Regions from separate parts of the Mus musculus genome. Here region 2 is linked to region 1. A link is a contact called in public HiChIP or PLAC-seq data. All regions are on one chromosome and are shown on one strand. Each heading gives the region's core, a stretch centred on a gene start, on an enhancer-like site or on the middle of the called end of the contact. The rest is flanking DNA. Distances are from core to core; before and after follow the strand shown. Region 1 has its middle 37 kb from the start of Ddx6. Region 2 holds the start of Arcn1 (archain 1).

Evidence for each region. HiChIP or PLAC-seq counts read pairs in DNA pulled down with a chosen protein or histone mark.
Region 2: an H3K27ac HiChIP or PLAC-seq map of microglia shows a contact between it and region 1, with 5 times the contacts expected there. The contact joins the promoter of Arcn1 here to the enhancer-like site in region 1. A contact is called at or near these places in 4 of 115 datasets of contacts at active chromatin or transcription factors (CD8 T cells, bone marrow-derived macrophages, effector CD8 T cells and 1 more) and 3 of 9 other capture datasets (adipose tissue, liver and pancreatic islet).

Annotation. Positions count from the first base shown.
Region 1 is chr9:44,566,157-44,570,005 of GRCm38.p6, forward strand. No RefSeq gene overlaps it. Among named protein-coding and RNA genes, the nearest start is that of Ddx6, 37 kb to the right of the region's middle. Within about 2 kb of position 2,140, at least 172 of the 459 cell types and tissues checked have an H3K27ac peak or open chromatin away from gene starts, as enhancers often do. A contact at or near this core is called in CD8 T cells, adipose tissue, bone marrow-derived macrophages and 2 more, where this site is marked.
Region 2 is chr9:44,765,649-44,769,497 of GRCm38.p6, forward strand. Arcn1 (archain 1) reads right to left here and starts at 2,160. Exons shown (of 10, transcript NM_145985.4): 1 at 2,022-2,160. The coding sequence starts at 2,024.

The sequences.
Region 1 (3,849 bases), core at 890-3,389:
CTTTGTCTAGCACGTGGGAAGTCCAGAGGGTTCAGTCCCACACAAAGCTAAACAAAAAGGCTGCAATGTCTCAATGGACTGTAACAGCCCATCCATACAGACTCCCATCCCATCCCATCCAAAGCCCGTGTTCCTGGCTCTGCCTGAGGCTATCAGCATGTTTCTCTGAAAATACCTAGGAAACAACTGCCGTGTATAGTAACCTTATATAAATTAAATGAGTGTTGATCCAACGGACAAATTTTAGATGCAAAGGAAGAGCTTAAAATGGCAACTTCAGGTGGTGATCTGTTTACCACCAGGAAACTCAAATATCACACTGTCTGTATAACGCTAGGCGTTCATTGGCGTTAGCAAGGAGCCTTGGCTGAAGGTTGCACACCTTTGTAACGCTCTTGCAGAGCAAATGGGAAGAGAGGAGACGAGAAAAGTGATGTCAAACACCACTGTGAAATTAGAAACTGACCAAAAAAAATGTCAATTTACAAAAATAACATCAATTCCAACAGTCAAACTAGAGAGCAAACTTTACCAAGCCACTGGGCCTCTCTGTGAAGCAATGGGTACAGGGTACACTACTGCTGGAACTGAGGGGCAGTTGAACGTGTTCTTAGCGAGTCACCTGCTGACCGTGCAAATGAAAAATATCTCCTTTGACTCTGGGCCTCCTGTAATAAAGCAAAGATAGAGCCTGAGACAGTACCCAGGGCTAGGAGCCAGAGACACAGAGAACTTAAATTCAAGGCTGGTCTGACCCTGTCTGAAAACAAAACAAAACAACAAAGAAACAAAAACCCTGAAAAGTAAAATAAAACGAAAGCCACAGAGCCCTGGATTTAAGAATATTAACACAGCTGGCCATGGTGGTGCACACCTTTAATCCCAGCACTAGGGAGACCAAGGCAGGTGGATCTCTATGAGTTCAAGGCCAACCTAGTCTATGTAGTAAGTTTCAGGACAGTCAGGACTATGTAGAAAGACCCCATCCTAATTAATTAATTAAAAAGTTGAAGGAAGGGAAATTCTCTGAATATTTAGTGTGTTAAAGTTATACTTTTGCTTTTGTTCTTCTGGTGACAAGCGCGTGCCAGGCCATAATTGTATTGCGACTTCTCTTGTATTTGTTTAAAATTGTTTATGGTAACGATTCTTTCTTTTTCTATTTCTTCTTAGATCCTCACATATCTGGGTAAAAGTCCCTACAAGGGAAAATACAGATGTTTACACCCTTACCCAAATTCCTTCAGGGACATGGGGACCCAGGCTGGGATGCCATTCAGTAGTAGGCCACCTGTCTGGCGGGCACAGGCTCTGGGTTCCTTTCCCAGTGCAACAAAGCCAGCCTAGCTGGGTGACATTCCCCTTATGAGCCTAGCTGGGTGACACTCCCCTTAATATGACCTAACTTTTGCAAGTTATGTCTGTGTCGTGTGTGTGTGTGTGTGTGTGTGTGTGTGTGTGTGTGTGTGTGTGTGTTTAGGCATGTGAACACCAGTGGAAGACAAAGGCTGGCATTGAGCTATTTTTTTTTATATTCTCTCTCTACAGCCTGGCATTTGTGTGGGCGCTGAGCCTGGACTCAGGCCCTCATGCTGACAGGGTATGAGTGTTACTGGCTGCACCAGCTCCTGACCACTTACGTAACCTCCGTCTCACTTTCTACTCTCAGCTGACATCACTCCTCGAAATATCAGCCCTCTTTACTTCCTCAAACTCACCACACACACACTGGACTAAAAGGAAAGCTATGTAATATTTTAATGTTGGTCATGCTTTTTAGTGTGCTCAGAATTCTAACCGCTATTTGCCATTTAACCTTTACCTGTCTTTAAATTCATTAGGAGCTCCCTTTAGAGGCTTCCCTTAGGCCAGCCACCTCACTGGTGCCTCCGCTAGATCTGTTAGGTCCCCGTGAGCCTTCAGGCCTGTTCCTTCGGTCCTTTCCCTGTTTGTCACGGCACAATCCTCTTCTGGCACTTTTGGGTTTACTGACTTTCCTCTCCCTCATCAGACAGGACCGGAAGTTGGGGAGGTGCGGGAGGGAGGGGCGGGGGGGGGAGGGTGCTTTTGTATTATTTGTGAACTGGTGCTAGAAGTTCATAGCAACAGTGAGTTTGTTTTTATTGTTTCTGGGGTTATCGTTCCTCCTCGCAGCCTGAATGAAACCCCACCTGACTCTCCATGGTTGTCAATAGAGAAAGCTCTTCACAGGGGATCTAAAGAAAGACACAGCAACCCAGGCCAGAGTGTGGGGCCTTACTGGGCAGGAATGACAAGTTTAACTGTTATCCTAAGATTTAACTCTTGGTCCAAATCAAAAAGAGGACTTCATTATATTAATCTACAGACAGGAAAAAGGACAGCGATTTTTTTTAAAAGTTACTTTTAGGCAGGCTGTGGTGATGAATGACTTTATTCCCAGCACTTGGGAGAAAGAGGCAGAGAGCTCTCTGAGTTCGAAGTCAGCCTGGTCTACAGAGCGAGTTCCAGGACAACCAGAGCTACATGGAGAAACTCTATCTTGAAACAAACAAACAAACAAACAGCAGCAACAGTGAAGACCTGGTGACCGCTGCAGGCACCAGGTACACAAGTGCAGGTAAAAGGCTCATATACTTGAAATAGCTATTTTTAAATTTGAAAGAATAATGTTAAACAATAACAATAAAGCCTGCCATGGCATGGTGATGCACCCTTGTCATCCAGACATGATACAGTGGTACATGCCTGTAGTCTAACACTTGGCAGTCTGTGGTAGGAGGATTGCCAAGAGCTTGAAGATAGCCTAGGCTATATAATGAATTCCAGACTAGCCTGGGATACAGAGTAAAACCTGTCTCAAAACCAAACCAATGAACAACAGATCAAGCTCAGTTGCCTTCTTTTCCTGTTGTTTTTGATATGAGCTTTGTATAACTGTTGGTGGGGCTTTTGTTTGTTTGTTTGTTTGGTTTTGCTTAATGCTGTTTATAAGCTTCTTCGTGGGCTTGGAGACTGGCCTAGAGGTTAAGACAACTCACTATTCTTTCAGAGGATGGACGGGGTTCAGTTCACGCCTCCACAGCAAAGGTTCGTGAGCAACGGTAATTCCTCCTCCAGGAGATCTGACACCTTCTTCTGGCTTCCATAAACACCCAGACACATATGTGCATATCTCTCCACATATGCATGGTTTAAAAAAGTAATGAATCTTTTTATAAAAAATATTTTCTCGGTGGCTAGGATGGCACATTTCTTCAGTCCCAGTACCTGGAGATAGAGACAGGTGGATCTCCATGAATTTGAAGACAGCCTGATCTGTGTTGTGAGTTCCAGGCCAGCCAAGTGCTACATAGTGACACCCTATCTCAAAAAAACAAAACAAAACAAAACAAAACAAACAAACAACAAAAGCAGCATTTTCTCATGATATGGGGATCCTTGAGAGGGGATGAGAGAGCTCATGGATAAACATGTCTCCACAGCTGGAGACCTGAGTTTCCTTCCAGGGTCCACTTTTATTTTTCTTTTGAGACAGTTTACTATGTAGACCAGGCTGGCCTCAAACTCACAGAGGTGCGCTGCATGAGGAAGGTCACTGTTGCATGAGGAAGGTCACTGCACTGCATGAGGAAGGTCACTGGGCTGCATGAGGAAGACCACTACACTGCATGAGGAAGGTCACTGCACTGCATGAGGAAGGTCACTGGGCTGCATGAGGAAGACCACTGCACTGCATGAGGAAGGTCACTGGGCTTCATGCTTCCTGCTACTGGATATTCATTTTTCTTTCTTCTTTTTAAAATTTTTGTACAAGTTGTATAGATGAAAGTGGTACCTGGGTTTTTTAAAATTTGCATTGCTTTTGTT
Region 2 (3,849 bases), core at 910-3,409, 200 kb after region 1:
TACAGTGATTTTTCTGTAATTAAGTAGGGCCCAAAAACATACAGAAGTACTACCAAGCAGGCCTCTGACTTGACAGAGTAGAATATGCTGAGATAACTGCTCTCCATGACACAGGAGTCTGTACGTATCTGGATCATGCTAAGTGTCGTATTGTATTCGGAAATATAGGACACAGCTATATGAATATGTATTCACATCAAAAGGACAAACAAAAATATTTGTATGCACACATACAAAAGTTTACACATATATGCACACATGTATATGTATACACACATTACCATGGAATACCTAGAGCTTTACTGTTTCACAACAATCTTTCATTTTGTTTTGAGACAGGGTTTCCCTGTGTACCCCTGGCTGTCTTGGAATTCAATCTGTAGACCAAGGTGGCCTTAAACTCAAATATCTGCCTGCCTCTGCCTCCCTAGTGCTGGAATTAAAGACATGTACCACCAAGTCTGACATATTCCTCCATTATCAACGAATTTAAAATATTAAAAGTTCCAAGAACATTTTAACAAACTAGATTTTGGTAAAGGTTATCTGGACTTTTGTTTCCATAAGGTTCTAATGTTAGTTTTAAAATTACACACTCTAACATAAACTATGAACACTCCCTAAAACGTAAAAGAGTAGGTGCACACCTTTAATTCTAGTGATGGGAAGCCTGGTCAATAGAATGAGTTTCAGAACAGCCAGGTCAGCATAGTGAGAAACCTTTTCTCTAAAACTAAAAAAAATGGAGGCTAGAGGTATGGCTCAGCAGTTAAGAGTACTTCTTGTTCTTGCATAGGACGTAGGTTAGAATCCCTGTACCACAGGGAGGCTGATAAGTGTCCATAACTATAGTTCTAGGGAATCCAATACCATCTTCAGGTATTGCACAGACACACAACTTCATATACATAAAATAAAAACATCTTAAAATATAAAAGAAAAAACATACACAATAACAACAACAACATCAACTCATGGAATTGGGGCTCAGGGTCGGTATATGAGGTTTTGGAAATTTTATGTCTAATACCAAATTTTGGGAGGCAAGCCTACTTGATGTAAATTTTATACACCTGAGGCTGGAAAAGAAACTTTCTGTGGTTTAAAGACCAAACATGAATTTCTCCTCTAACCAAATTCTTATCAAAAGAGTTGTTAGTAGAACTTAATAGGACAAGTACCAAGAGAGTCAGTCATGTTACTTAGGTATGCTTTCAAAGCACCTTTAAAAATTCTTCAAAAGTTACTAGATCTAAGGATCTCCTCTTATTCCCGAATATTCAGATTTCAGTCGATTAAGGAGGATCTGGTGGAGTTAATTCTGCTTTCTCCTACCCTCACCTACAAATAACCTCTCCTATCTTGGTAACAGATGAGTTCATAGAGAAATAAGCTCCGCTGGCATCAGAGTCCCCAAGCACAGCCCACCTCTCCTATTCCACATAACAGCTGTGATTACAGTAAGCCACACTCCTGTCACTCCACCAAAACGGTCGGTCCCTTAAAGACAGAAACCCTGTGCTGTCACTCCGTTTCTCTACGTTCTATATACACTCTGCACCAGCCTCGCTGCCAAAGACACGTACGCGCTACCCTAGCACAGGGTAGCTACGGGGACACCGGGGTCCCTCAAACGGGCGCCCGAAGTTACCATTTCCGCACTGCCTCTACTTCCCCCTTTCAATTAAGAGGTGGAGGAGGGAGAAGAAAAGCTTTGAGGCGTGGTGACAAGAGGACGAAAAGCGGCGGACAGGCCCAGCCTCCAGCCCTGCGGTTCCGGAGCTCGCAGGGAACCGGCGGGACCTGAGGACGGAAGACCCGCGCGACAACCACCAGCCCGAGTGGCGGGCGGGCGGACGTGGCGGCGCTGCCGGCGGAGGCTAGGTGGGCGCGGCAGCTTTCGCTCTAGGACTCCGGGAGGCCGTGCCAAGCCTGGGCCGACAGCAGGGCTCCGGGCGCGGCTCCTGCGGTCCCGGCCCAGCCGGCGAGGACGTGGCGAGGGAACCCGGCTCGGCGCTTACCATGGTGAGGCCGCAGGTGGGGCGCGCTGCGCCGCGCTCTGGCTCTGCGGGGACTCGGGCTGCTGCCCAGAGACGCGGAGCTCTGGCCGCTCCGGACCTGCCGCCCCTGACAGGAGCCTCCGCCGCTTCGCCTCTTGCCAAGATGGCGGCCCCAAGCCACGTCTCCAACCGGAAACGGCGCGGGTCAAAGGGCGGGGGGCGGGGCCAGTAAGCTCCGAAGCCAGGAAACTCAGACCCCTGTTAGCCCAGGATTTGCAGGTTTGGCTAGAATTGTGGAGCGTCATTCCTCTGTCCTTTCTTTCTCTTCGCCTGCGTTTATTTGGTGCTGCTTCTTTTTTTTTTTTTTTTTTTTTTTTTTTTAAAGATTTATTTATTATTATATGTAAGTACACTGTAGCTGTCTTCAGACACTCCAGAAGAGGGAGTCAGATCTCGTTACGGATGGTTGTGAGCCACCATGTGGTTGCTGGGATTTGAACTCCGGACCTTCGGAAGAGCAGTCGGGTGCTCTTACCCACTGAGCCATCTCACCAGCCCTTGGTGCTGCTTCTTAAAGTTCGTAAAAACACTCAATGGAATATATAAAATAATCTGTGACCATGAGGAACTAGTATCCTGAATACATAACGTCTAGAACTCCCGTAATAAAGCCGGCATGGTGTCCCCTCACCTGTAATCAATTCCAGGTAAATTAGGAAACTGAGGAGGAAGACCAAAAATTGTCCAGCCGGGCACACGCCTTTAATCCCAGTACTCGGGAGCCAGGGGCAGGACGATCTCTGTAAATTTGAAGCCAGCCTGGTCTACAAAACAAGTCTGGGATAGCCAGAGAGAGCTACACAGAGAAACCCTGTCTTGAGAAGCAAAGCACTAATAAAATACTGACACATACAACATAGATTAGCCTTGAAAACAGGTGTAAAGAAACAGATGCAAAGGCCACTATTTGTTTGCAATGACTAAACCAGGGATATCTGTGAAATTAGAAAGCTTATAAGTGATTTATCGGAGTTCCAGAAGACTAGGACATAGCGGCTAGTGCATTATGTTTGGAATGTAAGTGCCATGGAATTACCCAGAGGCAGATATCCTGAAAGCCACTGAACTGTACGGTTTATCTTCAATATGTAATTATTTTATTTTTAAATCCTATGTGTGTTCAGACATGTGCCTGCGAATGCAGGCGCTGCCTGATATGGGTGCTGGGAATCGAACTGGGGCTTTTTGAAACAGCAACGGATACTCTTGACTGCTGAACCCCCTCTCCAGTCCTGAACTGTATACTTCAAAGGGCTGGGGTTTTTTGTTTGTTTGTTTGTTTGTTTGTTTTAGGGTCCTGAGAGATAGCTCAGCAGTTAAAATCCTATATTGCTCTTGCAGATTTGGTTTTCTCCTGCCTCAAAAAAGAAAGAAAAGAAAATGTATGTTCACAAGTGTCCTTGGTCAGGCGCGCCTTAGAGGCTGTATAACAGAAGTAAAAACAAACGAGGAATCAGCGCGACCTGTGCTTAAATTCTTTTCAGTACTCAAGGCCTTAGTCGTTAGTTAACTCACTACACCTCTCTAAGCCTGTTATTACTCTTTAAACTGGTGGGAGCACATACTTCATAAATTTATAGAGTTAGATAATAGAAAATAAATTAGACTGTATAAGCTAAGTGTTCCACCACAGTAACTGCTCAACAATTTATACTTGTTATTATGGACATAGCATCACAAAGATAAAACCAAAAATAGCAATTCTACTCAAAACATATTTTTGAGGCAGTTTTACTTCCTATACCTGCCTGACCTAGAACTCACTATGTAGATGAGGCTGGTCACGAAC